Regions from separate parts of the Mus musculus genome. Here region 2 is linked to region 1. A link is a contact called in public ChIA-PET data. All regions are on one chromosome and are shown on one strand. The core of a region is the stretch at or near the end of the contact, and the rest is flanking DNA. Distances in the headings are between cores, read along the strand shown.

The links. ChIA-PET counts read pairs in DNA pulled down with a chosen protein or histone mark.
Region 2: an RNA polymerase II ChIA-PET map of memory CD8 T cells shows a contact between it and region 1, with 49 read pairs. The contact joins two enhancer-like sites. A contact is called at or near these places in 8 of 39 promoter capture datasets (the 3T3-L1 cell line, 3T3-L1-derived adipocytes, the HPC-7 cell line and 5 more) and 3 of 115 datasets of contacts at active chromatin or transcription factors (double positive thymocytes, effector CD8 T cells and memory CD8 T cells).

What each region holds. Positions count from the first base shown.
Region 1 is chr17:29,388,750-29,395,570 of GRCm38.p6, reverse strand. No RefSeq gene overlaps it. Among named protein-coding and RNA genes, the nearest start is that of Fgd2, 31 kb to the right of the region's middle. Within about 2 kb of position 1,295, at least 158 of the 459 cell types and tissues checked have an H3K27ac peak or open chromatin away from gene starts, as enhancers often do. A contact at or near this core is called in double positive thymocytes, effector CD8 T cells and memory CD8 T cells, where this site is marked.
Region 2 is chr17:29,579,125-29,586,264 of GRCm38.p6, reverse strand. All of the region lies in intron 8 of Tbc1d22b (TBC1 domain family, member 22B), which reads right to left. Tbc1d22bos (TBC1 domain family, member 22B, opposite strand) reads left to right here. Exons shown (of 4, transcript NR_045447.1): 4 at 6,611-7,140. Among named protein-coding and RNA genes, the nearest start is that of Mir7667, 13 kb to the left of the region's middle. Within about 2 kb of position 1,769, at least 32 of the 459 cell types and tissues checked have an H3K27ac peak or open chromatin away from gene starts, as enhancers often do. A contact at or near this core is called in double positive thymocytes, effector CD8 T cells and memory CD8 T cells, where this site is marked.

The DNA.
Region 1 (6,821 bases), core at 46-2,545:
CTTCTGGGGAAGGAGAAGTGGCAGTTTCTCCTGTGGGCTTTCAGTTTCATTCTAAGAAACCCGAGTGTTGAAGGAAGAGAAATTGTACTCCAGGGGTTTTCCCAGCTAGGCTCTAACTGAAGTGCACTTGCTGGGGCCTCTGGGTGGGCCTGGCACAAGAGGAAGTGAGCTGTGTTCTCTGGGGCCATTCCAGATCCTCCAGGTCTGCTCCCGGTCCCACCAACACACTCAGGGGCTACTATAGGAGCTCATATCCTGGACCCTCAAAGTTAAGCTGCAGTCTCTTTCTCCAGACTTTGCTGACAAAAAGCAAAATCTAATCAGAGCAGAGACAGAGAAATCCCTGTAGCTTCTGGTCCTGACCTAGAACCACTTATGACTAAAGAATATACACCGTTCCTACCATCTCTCTCTCTCTCTCTCTCTCTCTCTCTCTCTCTCTCTCTGTGTGTGTGTGTGTGTGTGTGAGAGAGAGAGAGAGAGAGTGAGAGAGAGAGAGAGGTCTCAGGAAGCCTACATTAGCCTCAAGGGGAACCTCTGAAGCCCTAAACCTCCTCTGGCCTTCACCTTTTTAAATGCGGGACCACAGGCAAGTACCACCACTCTCAGTGCTGAGGGTCCAACCCAGGGCTTCCTGCATGTAGGAGTCACTGTCACCAGCTGAGGTACGTTCCTTCCTTACCTAGAGTCACAGGATTTTTTTTTTTCTTTTGAGACAGGGTTTCTCTGTTTAGCCCTGGCTGTCCTGGAACTAGACCAGGCTGGCTTTGAACTCAGAAATTTGCCTGCCTCTGCCTCCCAAGTACTGGGATTAAAGATGTGCCCTGCCACTGCCCAGTGAGTCACAGGATCTTAAGAGAGCTCACCTGGGCAACAAACAGCAACTTAGAATGGCCACCATTGACTGCAGGTGGCAACCATGTCCCAAGCGCTTCAGACTCACTTCCTCTTATAATCCCCACAAAGTGTCCGTGAAGAAAGAGACAGAGTCGTCATTTCTAAAGCTGGGAGCCTGTCTTGGGAGGAGACTCTTCCCTCAACAGGTTCTGCTTAGAAAGTCTGCTCTCTCTCTCTCTCTATTCTCCCACACTTGCAGCCAGATGTGCAGAAGGAGCCAGCATTCCAGCTGTGGACACCTTCCAAGTCCTAAAGCCTACCCGCCCTAAGGCACTTAGGCTTGTCACCTTTTCTATTTCCAGCTCACGACATTATTTGGGGGTTTCTACTATGCCAACACATGTTTTGATGACAGCTGGGGATTCCCCCAACCGTGATGCTGTTTCCCTTCAAAAAAAAAACATTTGCCTGAAGGTCACCGGCTGAATGACTCAGGCTGTTGTGGTAGAGCATGCACAGCTGTGGCGGTGGTGGGGTTAAATCGGAATTTCAGATAAACAGCTTTGGGGAAATGTCATAATATACCATTATTATTCTTTTTTCTTTGGAGTGTTTATAGTTCACTAATGTCCTGTTTTTGTTTTTAAAAGTAGGCGATCCTTTGCTCTCGCACCTGGGGCACCAGGAACCCCACCCCCTTTAGCCCCATCCTCGGTCTCCCACAAGGCTCTGCGTGGAGGAGACTCATGCTCATGGACCTTTGAGTACGGCCAAGAGCTTAAGTTCTACAACTTTCCAATGTCAGGCCTGGCTTAGGAGCTCAAAAGGCATCTACAAGCTCAGCTCTACAATGGGACTCTGAGGTGGACAGTCATACCCCAGATCTGTGGGGTTTTTTCTGGCCTAGTGGCAAGCCAGCCGGAAGCCACACCCCCACCTACCCTGTACCCACAGTGTTGGGTGTTGACACAGACTCCTGCGTACTTTGATGGGGTTTCCCTCCAGCATATACTGGGATTTCCTTGGAAGAGTCTTAAAGGGTACACAACTGAATCTCTGGTCACAATGCCCCAGGCCACTGACAGGTCTGCAGCCACAGCAGGGGAGGGGTTAGTCTTGGTTCCACAATAGAATAGTATCTGATAGGCGGTTAGCACTCTGATTGGCGGTGTGAACCTGGGATAGTGGAGCCTAAAAAACCAAGGGGACTAAAGGCTCATCCAACAGCCAGTTTTAGAGCAGCAGACAAGCTAAACTCTGAGTCACGTGAGTAAAGTGTCCAATCACATGGTGGGCGGTGCAGTCGCAAGCGTAGGGTAAAGTGCTGCTTGTCCACACGTGGCAAAAGTGCTTTTCCATGGAGGCATATAAACACATAATAGCCAGCTGTAATAAATAATCTGAAGTAAACGCGCTCCTATCTGCTACATCTGTGAGGGGCACAAAAGTACCTTTTCAAGGACAACTCCCTGTGTTTGAAGAAATCAAGTGTTCTCACTAGCACTCAGAACTCACCTCTCAGGATCCCGTTCTCGCACCATGTTCCAATAGTAAGAATGGAGTTATTAAGTATCCATCTAATGTTAACTGCACAATCATAGCGTGGCTGTGTAAATTATACACGTTGTGGTTGTATTTAAATATAGGGTCTACCAAAGCATTTGGACACTCGCTCAGGCCCTTTAACATCCCTGGCAGCTACCCAGGGGTTATGGGGACCAACCACTCCTAGGACCAAGAGTATGATAGGGGTGTGGGGGTGAGGGTGACCCTCAGCTGCAGGAAACCCTCGACTGAGAGGCATACTAGACCAAAGAACAGGAAAGGGTCTCTGGGAGAGTCACACAGACCAAAGCAGAGCCTGTACAGTGACCTGAGACGGGACTGGGGAATCCGGCAGGGCTTCAGGGACACGTCCAGTCCCATTCAGGAGATGGAGTTGGGGGATACATAAGCGCTTCCTTCTGGGTGCTCCTAGCTGGTTAGGGTAATGAGCAGGCGCCTTAGAATTCTGCCTGCTGAATCAGCCACTAACCGGAAACCTTTGAAGGAACCTCTCAGGGACCTGGGGGACCTAAGTAAGGCCCTGTCTTAGTTAGGGTTTCACTGCTGTGAACAGGCACCATGACCAAGGCAACTCTTATAAGGACAACATTTAATAATTGGGGCTGGCTTACAAGTTCAGAGGTTCAGTCCATTATCATCAAGGCAGGAACATGGCAGCATCCAGGCAGGCATGGTGCAGGAGGAGCTGAGAGTTCTACATCTTCATCTGAAGGCTGCTAAGTGGAAGACTGACTTCCAGGCAGCTATGGTGAGGGTCTTAAAGCCCACTCCCACAGTGACACACCTACTCCAACAAGACCACACCCACTCCAACAAGGCCACACCTTCTAATAGTGCCACTCCCTGGACCAAGCATGTAGAAGCCACTACAGCACCTACAATCACCACTGTCATGTATCTTAGTGACCAACAGAAGACCACACTCTTTGCCTTGCTTGGGAAAATGCAATTCAGTCGTACTCGAGGTATAAATGAAAGATCCTTTAAGAAATCTGGTGTCTCCAGGACAGCCAGGGCTACACAGAGAAACCCTGTCTCGAAAAACCAAAAAGAAAAAAAAAAAAAAAAGAAAGAAATCTAGTGTCCATCTTTTTTTGTTTAGGGGCAAGCTCTCTCCTCCACACTAGTCTGAGCTGTAGTGGGCAGCTCCTGAGGACGCAGAACAACTTGCAGATGCTTCTCATCTTCCACCAAGTGTGACCCGGGGATCAGACTCAGGTTATTATACTCTGAGATCTTACCTGCTGAGACCTTTTGCTTGGCCGCTGAATTCTTAGCGTTTGCAATTTTTTTTTTTTCGAGACAGGGTTTCTCTGTGTAGCCCTGGCTGTCCTGGAACTCACTTTGTAGACCAGGCTGGCCTCGAACTCAGAAATCCGCCTGCCTCTGCCTCCCGAGTGCTGGGATTAAAGGCGTGCGCCACCATGCCTGGTGGTTTTTTTTGTTTTTTTGTTTTTGGCAAAGGAGCACATGGATATTGTTGAAAGAAGAAAAGCAGATTTAAAGGAGAAGAAAAAGGAAGAAGAAAGACACTAAAGATGCAGAGAGATTGGAGAGAAGGAAGCCTCCCTAACGTTTGGTTTTTGAGGTCGTATCTTCAAATGTCTCTGTCAACGCCACCTCTGTGGATAGAATTAAGCTGACTTCGAAGATAAGATTACAGGAGTTTCACAACCTCTGGCCAGCCACTAAATTGTGTTCACTTTGAAGAACATGATATGGTTTTCCTTGGAGCCGTGTGCAGCAGAGGCACAGGGAATATGGCCAGGCAGAACCAGTTCACGTATTTTCTACCCACTCCTCCCACCCCAGGACTGCCTTCAGACTCACTGTGCCACTAAGGATGACCTTGAACTGCTGGCCCTGCGGCCTATGCCGTGCTGGGATTACAGGTGTGTAACTGTGTTTGACTATAATCAGCATCACTTTTGTTTTTTTTTTTTTCTTTTTGAGACAGACTGACCTCAAACATGGCAATCCTCCTGCCTCCGTCCCCTCAGTGCTAGGATCCCAGGCATGAGACAATGTGCCTTGACTCAAGCCCACATGTTTTCTGTTGATGTTCCCCCTTACCGGGTGTTGGATGAAGCTTTGACAACATCCTTTTGTTCAAAACTTGGCCAAGATTTGAACAAAAATATTACACCCCTAGGAGGAGAATTTGTGGGTTGAGGAGAAAGCACTGTTAACATATTTTAACTTCACTTAACTTATTTTGGTGGGTGTTTTTAAGTATTTTTAAAATTATTATTATTTTGTTTTTTCAAGACAAGGGTTTCTCTGTATAGCTCTGGCTGTCCTGGAACTCATTCTGTAGACCAGGCTGGCCTCGAACTCACAGAGATCCACCTGCCTCTGCCTCCCAAGTGCTGGGATTAAAGGAGTGTCTTTGCACCTTGTCTGCAAAGATTTAGTTGTGTCTGTCTGTCTGTCTGCCTGTGCAAAAAGGGTGACCACATTTGTTCCCAATCCCAAAGAGGGTGTTTGTTTCCCTGGAGGTGTTGTTACCAAGGATTGTAAATCTCCCCACAGGAGTCCTGGGAACTGAACTTATATCTCCTGGAGGATCAGCAAGCACTCTTTTGTTAGTTTGTTTGTTTTTGAGACAGGGTTTCTCTGTGTAGCTCTGGCTGTCCTGGAACTCACTTTGTAGACCAGGCTGGCCTCGAACTCAGAAATCTGCCTGCCTCTGCCTCCCAAGTGCTGGGACTAAAGGCGTGTGCCACCACGCCCGGCCGTCAGCAAGCACTCTTAACTGCCGAGCTGTTATTTTGACTTTTGTGATGTAGGGTCTTGTGAGTGATTGCCTCCCCTGTCCCCCCCTTTGCCCCCCCCCATCTCAGTCTCCTGGGTGCTGGGATTAAAGGTATGTATCACCACAACCATCAATTTTCATTATTTATTTATTTATTTATTTGTTGATTTTCCGATATTGTTTATTTTTGTCTATTTATTGTGTGCAAGGAAGAGCTGCAATACACATGTGCAGGTCAGGGGACAACTTGTAGGAATTGGCTCTCTTCTTCCACCACGTGGGTCCTGATGAATTCATGTCATAAGACTTGGTGGTAGCCCAAACCCTGACCCACTGAGTCCACACACAAACACACACACACACACACACACACACACACACACACACACACACACACACTTTTGGTTTTTGAGATAGGGTCTAGCTTAGGCTGGCCTCACACTCATTCAATAGCCTGGATCTCCATCCACCTCACCAGGGCTGAATGGCTGGTAGGCACCACCGCATTCAACTTTTCTCTTTCTGTTCAGTATTTTTTTGTCAGAAGAGTGAAAGAAGATGCACGAGATGCCTCGTGCGCTTGAACAGCAGGGCAATGGGGTAGCAGCGTGTATCAGTCATCTGCCGCTGTGTAACAAAACTCCCCGAAGCTTAGTGATTTACAACAGGAGTGGATTAGTTCTTCAGTTCTGTGGGTTGGTGACTGGACAGCTCTCCTGTAGGCCTCCGGTGAGCTTTCAGGCTGATAGAGTTTCAAAACAGCAAATGCAAAAGCCTGGCCTCATTAGCTGGACACCGCATTTGTGCCACCATCTTAGTGGTCACCCAAATCAAGGTAGGATGAAACCCACGCCCCATGATTCCGGCAACAGAGTCACATTACAAAGCGGTCTGGGCACAGGGGTGCCATTCCACTGGGGAACCCTGAAGTCATAATTCTTCCCAAGGATATGTGTAAAGCCAGTGGCATACATCCCTGTCACACTGCCCCACGCTGACAGAGCATGCCGCACGCTGACGCAGCATGCCCCACGCTGACGCAGCATGTCCCACGCTGACGCAGTGGACCCCACGCTGACGCAGCATGCCCTACACTGGCGCAGCATGCCCCACACATGCCCTGGCTGCTACCATCAAATGCTGACTTTACACTCAGCAGCGACTCTGGTGTCTCCCTGCTGGCTCCTCGCCCCACTCCTTGCCCTGTTTGGCAGCCCAGCTTCAGAGCCTACTGGCAGGGCGAGGCTGCCACTTTGCTGATTGGAGGATGTGATTTGAACCCTCTGGGCTCATCCTACTACTCCCAGGTCTGGTTCTGATTCCCAGAACTCTCAGACCAAACCCTTGGCAACTCTGGCAAGCCTGACCTGCCCTCTCCAAGGAGGAAGCCCCAGCGGCACCAGAATGCTGGGACCAATTTCCCAGGAAAAACGGCACAATGTGCTTTTGTACAGTTTGAGTCTTTTTTTTTTTTTTCTGTTCTTCCCCCCACCCCTCACCCCCACTCTGCTGCCAATGCTGAGAGTTAAACTTAGGGCTTCATACAAGGCAAGCTCTCTAACACTGACCTATATGCCCAGGCCCTGTTTTCTCTCTTTAAATTTGATTGTTTTGAGATGGGGGTCTCACTGGGCATCTCTGGCTGGCCTGAAGCTCAGTATGT
Region 2 (7,140 bases), core at 520-3,019, 190 kb before region 1:
CGAAGGGAACATGAGGGCTCCTGGAGCCCTGGCGATGCTCTGAGTACCCCTGTGGGTGCTCAGAGGCTTGGGTGACAGGTGAATGCATCCACGTGTGGAAAAGAACTCAATAAAGCTCACATCTAAAGACGGAAACAAAAGGGCTGGCAAGATGGCTCAGCCTAGAGAGGCCCTTGATGTTGTGTGTAGGCCTGGGGAGCCGAGCTTGATCCCCACAACACTTGTAAAGGGTTAGAGAAAACCCTACTCCATTTGGCCTCTGTCTCTGTCTCTCTCACGCACTCACTAAAAACAATGAAAGAAGAACTTGAACCAGTGTCATGAGGCAACATGGAGCCTGCCACTGCTGTGGAGGCCCCCAGTTCCATCTCTGGTCTCCACCAGCCAGCCACATGGGGCAGAGTCAAGGAGGAACTGGAGGTGACCCTTCCTCTCAGAACAGGCCCCGTGAGAGGGAGCATCGGCCACATGGGCAGGGTGGGGTGGGGTGGGAAGTTGGGTGGGGTGATGGGAGTCGGGGTGGGGAGAGCAGCATCCACGGCACTGAGGATGTGAAGCCAGCACCCCGATTCTCCTTCCTCAGGACTCTGCTCAGAAACACTCCCCCCCACACACACACACTGCTCTATTCAAAACCCACTTCCTGCCCGGCATGGTGGTTGCATGCCTTTAGCCTCAGCATTTGGCTGAGGGTCCAGGGAAGTGGTCCTTTGAGTTCTGGGCCAGCCTTGTCTACACAGTGAGTTCCAGGATGGCCAAAGTATACAATGAGACCTTGTTTCAAAAAGATTTAACAAACAACAACAACAAAGCCCTGCTTCTTGCACCAGTGAGATGGCGGCGGATCAACAGGACTAGGTGCTGGATGCCAAACCTGAGGACCCGATCTCTGGCACACGGAGGGAGACATCCGACGATCAGGAGCTGTCCTCTGCTTGTTACACATGCACAAGCCCTGCCATCCACAGAGCAGGGCACAGCCAGGCCAGGCCAGGCTTTCTCCCTTGCTCTCAGAGCAGAGCTTGCTGTGCTTTGGAGGGCAAAGCTCAGGGCTGGAGCCCAGGGTGGCACTGCCTTTACTCGAGGGAGTGCATGCGTCTCCACGGAAAGAGCTACTGCCATCAAGCTGGGCACCTCCTGAGGGCCACAGCATCCCTTTCTACCTTGGCACCAGCAGACCCTGTAGCAAGGCAGACCTTGCCTGCACGGAGCTCTTCACCATTGTCTTCACAGAGACAATGGTGTCCCACTGTCTGGACTCAGGAGACATCAGGAACAAAATAACTTTACTTACAAAGCACCCAGCCATCTGGCCTCAGAATGTACCCGGCTGTGAGTATTCTGTCATCACAACGCAAAACAGACTATGCCAACACTTTGCAAAAACTAATATGTACTTTCCCACCCCTTTCAATTTAGCATCTGTTCCTCCCAACCATATACATAAATACATATGGGTTTTTTATTCACCCTAGGCCAGTTTTATTAGCATCTAAGAAAAAACAAGAGAGGCAGACAAGTCCAGGGAGCTTCCAGGAAAAAGGAGATGAAAAGGAAGAGAATGAGAGCTATTCTGTTTGTGGTGTAGTCTGACAAGCAGCCACATGGCAAACGGAGGGGTTTCAGGGAAGGACTGGAGAAGGCCACCCACCAGGCTTTCAAAAGCTGTGAGGGAGGCTTTTCTGAAGGTATAATGTCCACAGCAAACTGCACTGACACACACAGTTCTGATATGCTATGCGTGCCCACATCTGTGGTTAACAGTACAGCTGGGGTGGTGAGAAAGTGGAGGGGGCACTTCCTCCTCACCCACTCCCAGGTCAGGAGAGCGCCCTCATCTATTCCCAGGCAGCCAACACAAAGCACCTGGGCCCTGACCTCCAGGGCTGCAGAGAGACTTTGCTTACTTTGGGCTCAGTGTGAATGTAATCTTACGACCCCCGCTTACCCTGTAGCTGGCACATGGTTGCCTACACCGGTACGTGCTCCTCTTACGGCAGCATGAACAGCCGTAAGGCTAGTGCAGTTGCTTCCAGCTTTGACCTGTGGATACTCTTGTTCTGTCTTGTTGTTGTCTTATTTTGCCTGCCTCCCCAGTCCCTCAACTTGACTTCAGAGATGACCTGACACTGGGCACAACAGCAGAAGTGGGGTGCACTGCTCCCCAGTGGCCATGCCCGGCACAGTCCCACGAACTTCCAAGCATCCTGTGCCCAAACCATGGGATAGGAGGTCTCATTCTTCTACAAAGGAGGGGAGAACCTTCAGATTGTCTCTGGCCTCCAAACAGGAGAGTCTGCTGGAGGACAGAGAGGGAAACACTGGCAAGTGACACTGGAGAAGGTAATTCAGCTAAGGGACAGCTAAGTCCCAGGAGGACTCTATGGGACAGTATGCCTGGGGCTTAGGGAGGGTTTCTCTCTCAGGGGATGAGAGATAGGGGCACAGCGAGGCTTTAGGTTTAAAACGTTATCCCAGGAGCCCCGAGATAGAAGGGTATCTGTCACCATAACAATCTGAATTTGATTCTTGGAATCCACGTGGTGCAAAGAGATAATGAACTCTTGCAAGCTGTCCCCTGCCTCATACACACATACACATATATATACAAACGAACAGATGCATGCATAGACACAGATGCATACACACATACATATACCCAATACAAGCATACATACATACATACATTCATGTGTGTAAATACATGCACACACAAATAAATATTAAATGGTTTATTTTAATTATTGAGTTATTACTTATTTTAATAAAATATAATTACAAATTATATAAATTTTAATGTTTTATTTAAAAATGCTAAAAATTACAGCTGCTGAGATGAGGGGCTCAGAGATGGTCTTCCAGAGGCCCAGAGTTCAAATCCCAGCAACCACATGGTGGCTCACAACCATCTGTTATGGGATCGGTTGCCTTTTTCTGGTGTGGCTGAAGACAGCTAGGATATATATATATATATATATATATAAAATACATAAATCTCTTTTTTGGTTTTTTTCAAGACAGGGTTTCTCTGTGTAGTCCTGGCTGTCCTGGAACTCACTCTGTAGACCAGGCTGGCCTCAAACTCAGAAATCTGCCTGCCTCTATCTCCCAAGTGCTGGGATCAAAGGTGTGTGCCACCACTGCCTGGCAAATATATAAATCTTAAAAAAAAAAAAAAGCTGAGGTGAGGTGAGGGAGTGAGACAAGGAGCTGAACTCACAGAGCCTCACCCATCAAGCTGGAAAACCTGGGCACTGCAGCAGGTAGCTGGCAGACAGATGCTATGGAAAGGGTCTCCAAACAGGAACTGCATGGCCAAAACCTCAAGTGAGCAGTGGGGTGAAGTAGATAAAGTGAACAGAAAAGCCAAGCCTGCCAGCTCAGCGCTCCAGGTTTCCCTAAGCCAGTCTCCAGGATGGCAGGGAGGAATGAGACCCAGGAGACAGTTATGGGGTTGCAGGTGGGCCTTAGCGGAGCCATGTAACTGTAACTGCCTGGACATGCGAGAGTGACAAAGTGGATCTGAAGTCTCAGCATTTCTGAGCTCAGGGACAGGCACCGTGGCCGAGTCTGTTGCAGCATGCCTAGGCTGGAGAAGGTTCAGACAGGAGACCAACTATCACGCACAGCTTTCGGAACAGCGTTGAACAGAAGGAGCACTCACAGAGCGGGGGGTGGGGTGGGGTGTGTGTGTGTGTGTGTGTGTGTGTGTGTAAGCTCACCACACAGCATGAGGATCAGAGTTCGGATGCCCAGAACCCATGAAAAGGCTGGGTGGGTGCAGCGGCTCCCCTGTAATTCCAGCCTCAGATGGTGGAAACCGATAGACAGTCCTAGAGAAGCTGGCTAAGGAGATGAGCCACATTAGTGAGCCCAGGGCTGACAAGACTACGTTCTTTCAGTGAGGTACAAGAGCAACCAAGAGAGAGCCTCAACACCAGCCTCAGTCTCCACATGCATGTGCACGCCCACACACAGCGTATCCACTTGTATACACACACGCCCACAGACGTGCCCACACACACACACACACACACACACACACCCCTAGTCCATGAGAAGGAAACCACATGCTGAGGACAGCAACACAAGACAGACATGTCTGGGAGCCCTGGGGCCTGAGAGCAGCAGCTTCTGGCCACAGACTATTTATCTGTCGGGGACTCGGCTCTCTTGTCTTACTTAGAGCAATGTCACATATGAAGCTAAGCCTGACCATCTCTGCATATTCAGAGAGTGATGGTCAGAGGTCTGGGAAGGTCTTCTGCGAGCTGTAGTGTTAACACACCTCTAAATAAAATGCCCAATGGACTTCTGCCGCCCTGCTTTACCTGGAGGAAAATGTGGAGCCCCTTTTGGGCTGCTGCTTGGCAGGAATCTGACACTGGCCAAGGACAAGGAAGTAAGAATCTGGTTTTAGGGTCAAACAAAGAAGTAGGCTCAGATATCTTGATCATCCTTAGAAAGAGCTATCACCGGAGTGATCGTGGGGCTGTGTGTTTATTGTCTTGCTTGTTCCTCATTGTACTGCTTGCCCTTAATATCTGCATGTAATTAAAATGGTATAAAAGCAGATTGGGAAAATTAACTCTGCCTATAGTCTCAGAATCGACTGGGGTCACACTACAATGTTGTCTGTCTTTTTTCCTTTTAATCCTCACTCCCGTGCTGGAGAACCTGTTGACCGACCGAGCGGGCTTGGTCAGGAAAAGAAGTGAAGTTACTGGGTAACTTTATTTTGCTGGAAAGAAACAGCTTCTAAAGGTAGGCCATGCTGGGCTGGCAAGATGGCTCAATAGGTAGAGCGTGCCCGCTGCTCAAGTGGGAGAAGTGTATATGTGTATCTGCCTGCTTGTCTGTGTGTGAGCCATGTGAATCAGATGCCCTCAAAGGCCAGAAAGATGGCAGCAGACCCCGTGGTGCTCCTCAGCTGCCCTGTGGGTGTTGACCCTGGTCCTCTGTAAGAGCAGTAAGTGCTCTTAACCACAGAGCCCTCTGGCTGCCCAGTTGTTGGTTATCCTCTACTTTAAATATACACCTCTCTTTTTTCAAAAACGTCTTTATTTTCTGTACGTAGGTCTTTGCTACATAGGTATCAGTGTACACATTCACGTGGGAGGAGAGAACTGACTCCCATAAGCTGTAGTACATGCACACACAGACTCATAAAAGGAATAATTTTTTAAGAAATGTAAATAATAGGATGTATCTCAACCCTGCTCTTCCCCGTGACTTTCTCTCCACGCATCCACTGAGCTGATGTGTCCTTACTTGGTTCAGGGTTAGGCTGACCGCACTCTGCAGGACCAAAAGCTCCTGGCATGAGTCTAGGGCACACACAGCCTCAGGGGCGACCCTCCAGGACTGTACACGGGCTTGGCTCAGCTGCCTTATCTTCCAAGAACCATATTTCACAGAAGCAGCTGGCTTCCTCAGCAGAGACCCAGCTTGGGGCCAGGCCGGCTGTGGACAATTTTTCTACCAACTCCAAAAGGATCCAGTACTGAGTTTGCCATTTTCAGCTCTTGTGCAGCAAACGTGACAGAGCACAAAGCAAGCATGGGTGCTAATTGGCTAAGTGATAGAAGCTGGAGAGGGCCAGTGACATGGCTCAGTAGTAAAAGTGACTGCCACCAAGCCTGGTGACCTGAGTTCAAGCCCAGAGACACACAGAGTAGAAGGTGACAACCAAGTCCCACTAGTGTCCTATCACATATACATACACTAAAGAGTGTTTTTTAAAAAGAGATACAGAGAAAGATAAAGAATGTGTGAAGTTTATATATAGTGTTGAAATAATCTGCCTGTTAACTGGAATAGACATTTTAAATCTCAATTCCTGACATCCAAGAAAATGGATTATTGATAAATCTGTGTGTGTGAGTGTGTGAGTCAGCACCCACATCATAGTTCCAGGAGATCCGACATCCTGCTCTGGGCTCTACAGGTGCCAGTACACATGTAGCACTGATATATATGTAGCAAAGACCTACGTACAGAAAATAAAGACGTTTTTGAAAAAAGAGAGGTGTATATTTAAAGTAGAGGATAACCAACAACTGGGCAGCCAGAGGGCTCCATGGTTAAGAGCACTTACTGCTCTTACAGAGGACCAGGGTCAACACCCACAGGGCAGTTGAGGAGCACCACAGGGTCTGCTGCCATCTTTCTGGCCTTTGAGGGCATCTGGTTCACATGGCTCACACACAGGCAAGCAGGCACATACACATACACATGGTCAGTTTTAAAATGTTTTAAAGAAGAATGATGAAGGGCCACAGAGCTGCCCTGCCTACTTTGACATGGAGGACTCTGCACCCAGTTCATTAGTCAGCTAAGGGCAAGGAGCTAAGTCCAGCCATTATCAAGTCACGTGGAGAACAAAGGTACTTCGCTCAGAAGATCTGCCTTCGAGTTTGGAAAACTCACTAAGCCACTTACCCTTGGATCTTGCAGCCTGTGAAGTGGGCTGAGAGTCTGCCTTACAGAGCTGCTGGGGCCTCTGAGAGCCACATGTAACTGGTAAAGAGCTTTAATTCGGGTGTGGTTGGGTTTCCAGGTTCCTTCTGACATTCTTTTCTTTTGGTTGTGTTTGCTTTTTTTGAGACAGGTTTTCATTATGCAGTCAGGCTAGAACTAACAATCCTCCTGCCTCACATGGGATTGTAAATATGTGCCAGCTGGAGCCTCTTCACATTGGATTCCTACATAAGCCTCTGTGCACGTGACAATAGGGACTGCATGGCCATGGGGAGGCTTTTGTGACCCTCTAAGCACGGCAACTGAGGAACCCACAGGGAAACAAGATTCTTTGGCTCCTTTAAGATTCTGCTTGCCTGAGCTGCAGGAAAAGGCTGGACCATGGGGAAGCCCCAGCTACTCTCAAAGGTCACTCAACAATGACAAGAGCCCAGCAGGGTCAGGACAGAAGAGTGAGGAGAGACCAGGGTCCCAGAGGGCTTTTGGCCCCGTCCATCATTAGTATCCTCTGCATGGATGCTGGTACGAACCTCAGATGCCAGCGTCATGCATGGGCACTGGACCTGAGACATGTTTAGAGAGGATCTTAAAATAATCCAATCAAACCACCAAATTATCTGCTTGTGGCAGAAGTGCGCCCGAGTGGCTGTTCTTGTGAAG